Linked DNA regions of Mus musculus: region 2 is linked to region 1. A link is a contact called in public promoter capture Hi-C data. All regions are on one chromosome and are shown on one strand. Each heading gives the region's core, a stretch centred on a gene start, on an enhancer-like site or on the middle of the called end of the contact. The rest is flanking DNA. Distances are from core to core; before and after follow the strand shown. Region 1 holds the start of Pde10a (phosphodiesterase 10A). Region 2 holds the start of Pacrg (PARK2 co-regulated).

The links. Promoter capture Hi-C pulls out the DNA fragments that hold promoters and counts their contacts.
Region 2: a promoter capture Hi-C map of pre-B cells shows a contact between it and region 1, with 3 times the contacts expected there. The contact joins the promoter of Pacrg here to the promoter of Pde10a in region 1. A contact is called at or near these places in 1 of 39 promoter capture datasets (pre-B cells) and 1 of 115 datasets of contacts at active chromatin or transcription factors (embryonic forebrain).

Annotation. Positions count from the first base shown.
Region 1 is chr17:8,800,362-8,803,339 of GRCm38.p6, reverse strand. Pde10a (phosphodiesterase 10A) reads right to left here and starts at 1,595. Exons shown (of 22, transcript NM_011866.2): 1 at 1,195-1,595. The coding sequence starts at 1,261.
Region 2 is chr17:10,838,903-10,841,855 of GRCm38.p6, reverse strand. Pacrg (PARK2 co-regulated) reads left to right here and starts at 1,665. Exons shown (of 5, transcript NM_027032.2): 1 at 1,665-2,095. The coding sequence starts at 1,988. Prkn (parkin RBR E3 ubiquitin protein ligase) reads right to left here and starts at 1,497. Exons shown (of 12, transcript NM_016694.4): 1 at 1,367-1,497. The coding sequence starts at 1,373.

The DNA of each region.
Region 1 (2,978 bases), core at 346-2,845:
GAGAAAGCTAGGCAAAAAGCGCGGCTTACCAGCGAGAAAGCAGACAAAGGCTCGGTGCGCACGCGGTGGACTGTGGCACCAAATCCACGCTCAGGGTGGAGCAGATGCCCGAGTCTCACAATTTCCCACGGATGTGCCCTCTCAGAGCACAGACTCTCCCACCAGGTCCCGCCTGGTCCCTTTCCCGCCCCGGTGTTCTGGTCCTCACCCTGCTCACCCTCCATCCACAACAGCAGCGACTCCCTCCTCTGCGCGTCTGGAGCTTCTTTCCTAAACATCGTCTGCCTGCCTGCCTGCCTCCTTCCTTCCTTCCTTCCAGTGAAGCTGCTTTTGACTTCTTTGCTCAATCTTGTCCCCCTCCCCCTATGACACGCCCTCTGTTGCCCCTGCCCCAGAAGGCTTGCAGACCTGCACCCGGGAGGGGCAGGTCAGAAAGGTCATGCTACAGTTGTCCCGCGGGTCCGAAGGAACCAGAGGTGCCTTTTTCTTCTATGCTAACGCCCCATTGTTCCTTGGCTTTCTTCACCCACCCTTGCACCAGCTCCCCAGAATCTGCGTGAGGTGGGCTGGGGGGCGGGGGGAAAGTGCTGCGTCCTTTTCATGAGGGTGGGTGCACCCAGCTCCATACCACTGGTCCGCGCGCCAGAACACAGTCACTGCAGGCTCGGGCACAGCCCTCCTTCACATTTGGAATCCTGGGCTTCCTGAGCCTTGCCTATCCCCATGGCTGCGTCAGGAATCCAGCGGTTTAGATCCCCAGGACCCCCCCAGTGGAAGGAAGCATATATACTCCAGTCAAGTGATCACAGGCTAGAGAGAAATGTAGAGTAATCGGTGACAAACTTGATGGTCTAAATCATGAGTCGGGTCAATGTGGCCAGGGACAGCTCTAGGAAGCAGGTTAGTTTCTAAACGTCCGGCTCCAACACCCTCCGGGTCACGCTTCCTCTGTGCGCACGCCGGGCTGGGGAAAGCCGGGTGTCCCTACGCTGATGGGCGGTCCCGAACGTCCCTGAGGTGCCACCAGCTTCCTGAGACCCACTGGCCAATATTGGTCTGGTACACACACACACCTTGCAGACTACCCACTACCGTAGCAGCTCCCTCCCCACCCCACGATCTGAACCCCCGATTTGTCCCCACCAAGCCAGAAAACCACCCCGGCCACGGGGAACGTGGGGCCGGGCCACTTACTGGGGCTGAGGAAACACTCGGTCAGCCTTCGGAAGCAACTCGCATTGTTAGAGGGTCCATCTTCCATGTCGGAGCCGAAGGGCAGCGGCCAAACGGTGGCAAGGGGGAAGGCGGCGCCTCGGGGCCGCCAAAGAGTTCGGCCACCGGCGGCAGAGCCGGGGCCGAGGCCAGGGCAGCCCCCGCCGGCGCCCGGAAAATCCGAGGAGTCCGCGCGGCGTGCACCCGGGTGTAGGGGAAGCCGCGGCGGCGGAGATGGCCGGGGCCCGGCGCGGGCAGGGAGCAGCAAGCCTTGAATCGCAGGCGAGAGGAAGAGCCGCCGCCGCCCGCCGCTGCCACCGCTGCTGCCACCGCTGCTGCGGTGACTACTGCCTGGGGGGACGCTCAAGGGAGCTGCCTCTTGTCCTCCTCCTCCGCCGCCGCCGCCAGCATCGCCGCCGCCGCCTCCTCCTCCTCCAGCCGCCGCTGCGCCCTCCCTTCTCGGGAGACGCGCGGGGAGGTGGAAGGCAGATGAGGAGGGGACAAGAGGGGGAGGGGGGAGGGGGGGCGGCGGCCAGAAGTACCAGGAAGATGAAAAGGAGGAGGAGGGGACAGGGGAGGAGAAGGCAAGCGCCCAGGGAGCACGGGCCGCCACCCAACCACAGCCTCCGGCACGGAGAGCGGAGAGGGCGCTGGGGCCCCCAGTGGGGCTGGCGTGGCCTGCGGGAGACAGGGACCGGGACAGGGGCGGGGGCGCCGCTAGCTCCTCCCGGCTGCAGCCAAGCAGCTCCCGGGCCAGGCTCAGGCCCACTGTACTCCGCCCGCTGGCCGCGCCGCACCGGGGTTCCAGAGGGACTTGGACACGGCCGGGCTCGTCCCCAGACTCCCGCAGTGGGGCCTGGGGGTGGGGAGCGAGCCGCTCCTCCGGGCTAGCCATGGCCCTCCTCCCCAGCTTGCAAGGGGGGCAGGCGGGAGGGCGCGGCGGCCCGGACTCTGCGGGCTCCGCCCCCGCAGCACCGGCCCTCCCCGCGACGCTGCCCAGGCTCTGGTCCGGTCCGCCTCTCGGGTCTAGGGTGCCTCTCCGGCCCGGGGGTTCACATCGTGTTCCCTTTGGGATTCAATAGGACCGCGGGCGGGGGGACGAGTCCCGATCGCTGCGCCGGGGTGCGGGCTGGTACGCACGATCCGCGTCCTTCCCGGCCTGGCGAGGCTGCCGGGACGCTGCCTGCGGGCGTGGCGTGGTGTGTGCAAGCTCCGGCCGGCGCCTGAGCCGCGGCGGCTGCTCCAGAGCAGCGGAGAAAAGCGCCGCAGTGCTGCTGCCCGTGGAGGCGGCGGTGGTGGCGGCGGCAGAAGACGCCCACTGGCGGAGCAGGCGCTCCCCGAACCGCCACCGCCCGCGCCCACGTTGCGCGTCCACTGGAACTCAGGTCCCAGCACCCTGGCACTCTGCGTGTGGTGTGTGCCCCTGGCCCGCTAGTCTCCCTGGAGGTGGCACATCTGGATCTGGCGTTCCAGATGCTAAACCCACAGCCTAGCCTCTGTTCCAGCTGTGTGCAAACCACATCCGCCTGTGGGCGGGTGACCTGAACCAGGGAATCCTCTCTCCAGCCCCGCAGTATCAACAGAGAAGGCTTTTGGTCAGAGCTCCTGGAGGGGGGGATTCAAATTTGGACATTTAGCAAGTTTAAAATCAAGGCAGAGTTCCCATTAGAATGTCTCAAAAGGCGGTTCTTTCCGGGACTGCCTTGCCAATACCCACTTTAAAGCGAACTTTAGGTATGTCAGCCCACTTTGTCCTGGTGGGTCTG
Region 2 (2,953 bases), core at 416-2,915, 2.0 Mb before region 1:
TATATTTATATAGCCTTAGGGGACATTTGCTTATCAAAATCATCCATGAACTAGTTTAAGTTGAAAGAAACTAAACGTGTGTAATTGTTTTCAAAATATGAGGTATTTCTCTCTTGTAAAATCTGTATTTTTTTTCCTAATCTGTCCCACTTGGTTCGCACTAATCAGTTCAGATTTGGGTTTACAAACGACTCTTAAGTAAATGTCACTTAAAAGCTTAGTGCCATTCATAAAAATGTATACTTTTTTTCTTAATTTAACAAGTTTCCAATTCATTCATCCAAAATACACACTGCCCTATGGAGGGAAGAAGCAGCTAGACACCATGAGCGTGCACCTCTGCTTCCAGGAGCATCTTAGCTGCCTAGCATGACTCTCAAGAGGAAGAGAGGAGGGCTGCACACTTGTAACATTACTTTTATGAGTTAAAACAGACTCGGCTACTTTCACCGTGTAACGCATTTACTTCATAAATGCACCTCTCATCCATCTTCTAGACACATCTCAAATAGACCGACTTCAGATGTGCTTAGTGCGATACCTGTCAGGCATATATCACAAACAAGTTCACTACATCTTCAGAACATCACTTGGATGGGGGCGGCGAGTCTACAGTAACGAAACCTCCAAACGGGAATGTGCGCTAAATTATGCATTTATTTCTACTTATCCCGGAGGAGAACCCAAAACGTGGCTTCACATATAACATCTCTGTCAGGGAGGTCCTTTCCAATCTGCCTACTTCACACTGCTTAGAACAACCCTAGTGGCCACTTCCAAAGCTGCACTGGTCAAACTGCACCCAGTCACAAACTGTAGTGGGGGAAAAAGCCATCTTTGCAGTTATCTACTCGGCTAGTCTTTCGTCTCAGATCTCCGAGGACACATTTAAAAAGACAGAACTGAGGTGCGATCTCCACGAGGCAGATGCTTTCCTGAGATTTTCTTTAAGTCCTAGGGTGTGTGAACTCGCCCTGAAGTGAAGGACAGCTTGACCGAAACAGACCTGGGCTGGTCACCCCGTGGAGCGGCAGGGCGAGCCCCGCCGTCGGGGGTCGCAGTGGAGCACGCGGGTGTCCGTGGGGATACAGTCTTCAGCGAGCTAACCTTGGCTAAGGCAGGTTGGAAACTCATACCTAATGCTCTAGCACACACCGGACCAGGCTATGGGCGGGGGGGGGGGGGGGGGCGGGCCGAGGAAGCCCACAGAGCGGACGGAGCGCGGCACGCACGCCTCCGCCGTGACACTGACAGGTGGCTCGGGTCGGCCCCCGAGGATCCCACTCGGACCCGTGGGGTGTGACGTGGTGCCACACACGGACGCGGGGCGGCGCGGAGAGATTGTACCTGGCAGGCACCCACGTACCTATCATGGTCACCGGGCGGGTGGTGGCTGCGGGTCGAGAAGGACCTACGCGGGCACTGGCGCCCGCCCGAGCCTCCCACCAGCGTTTCTGTCAGGTTTAGTCATCCAGGCCTCCTCCCCCTTCCCCTCGCGAGCCAGGCGGGCGCAGTGCGCACGCGCAACCACCCGCCCCTAGCGCGAAGCCTGCTGGGAGGCGTAGTTTTAACCCGTAAGATTCGCCTCCGGCAGCTGCAACTGTCTTCGCTGGTAACCTTTTCCGGAAACGCTCGTCACGGAGGGGCGGGACTAGCGTCTCCTAATGTTGACTAATCGCTTAGCAACCGGGAGGCTTACACCTTTGGAAGCTCTTAGAGACTCTAGCCTCGGATCCCAGCCCTCTTCCCGCCCCTCTCCTCCCCTAAACTCCCTCCACCTTGGTGCTGCCAAACATCTGGATCTCCCTGGGCAGCACGAGGGGTTGAATTTCTACCACTAGAGCCTTTTAGAGTGTTTTCCCGACCCCCTGCTCACTTCTGTAAAAGCCACTGGTTTTTCTTCCACACCTCTGATAAGAACAAGACGTTTTCTAGGAAGAATGTGGTAGAAAAAGAGACCCTGACCTTAAACAAATGCCCAGACAAGATGCCGAAGAGGACTAAACTGCTGCCACAACAGACGTTCCAGGTGCACCAGCCTCGTTCCCTGGTTTCTGAGGGCTTCACAGTCAAAGCCATGATGAAAAACTCAGTCGTAAGTGATCTTCCTCGATTGAACGCACTTGCTCCGAATCAGGGGACATGTGGTTGTAGAGGATGACAAGCCCTGGGTCCTGGTACTGTTTACCAGAACTGGCAATGACTCGGTCAGTAGCAGACTCTGCCCGACAGTGTGCAGAGATGTAGGCTAGGTGGTTAAAGAACCTTTGGGGCAGGCGATGTACTGAGTTAGCGTATAAGCACCTTCTTGAGCAAGTGTGCTTTCTCCACTACCCCAAATTACACTTAAGCTGTTTCACTGGTAAGGGGGAAAAAAATCCTTATCTTTATTGTAAACTTAGTCCACTCAGTACAAGACCTTCTGGAGTGAATGCTCTTAGAAGTCATAGGCTTTCAAAATTTAACACGAACCAGTATGAGACACATAAACTCATCAGTAATATATACTAATTTATCTCATCTGGGACATTTTAGAATGCCTTAGCATTTACTCAGCAACATTCTGACAAAAAAAAAGGTATTAACCTGTTAAAGTATTCAAAAATTACTTATGTGAAGACTGGTTCCTGATAGGCCTTTTAAATACATTTTAAACAATATAAGCTCTATTTCAAGTGTCTCTAATAATACAAGCCCTATTTCATTTTTATGAGTTGTGATAATACAAATAAAATATTCTTAACACGAATAGGGGAAAATATTCAAAGGCACACAAACGGTTTAGCTATATGCCTAATACTGCTTTTCAATCTTCTTGTTTATTAAATACCATATGATTTGGTATGCTAAACCATGTTTGTCTACTGAGTGGGCACCTGTTTAGGAGTGTGAGAGATTTAATACTAAATGTAGTTTTCAATTTTGTACAATTTACACCCTGAGAGGATCTTAT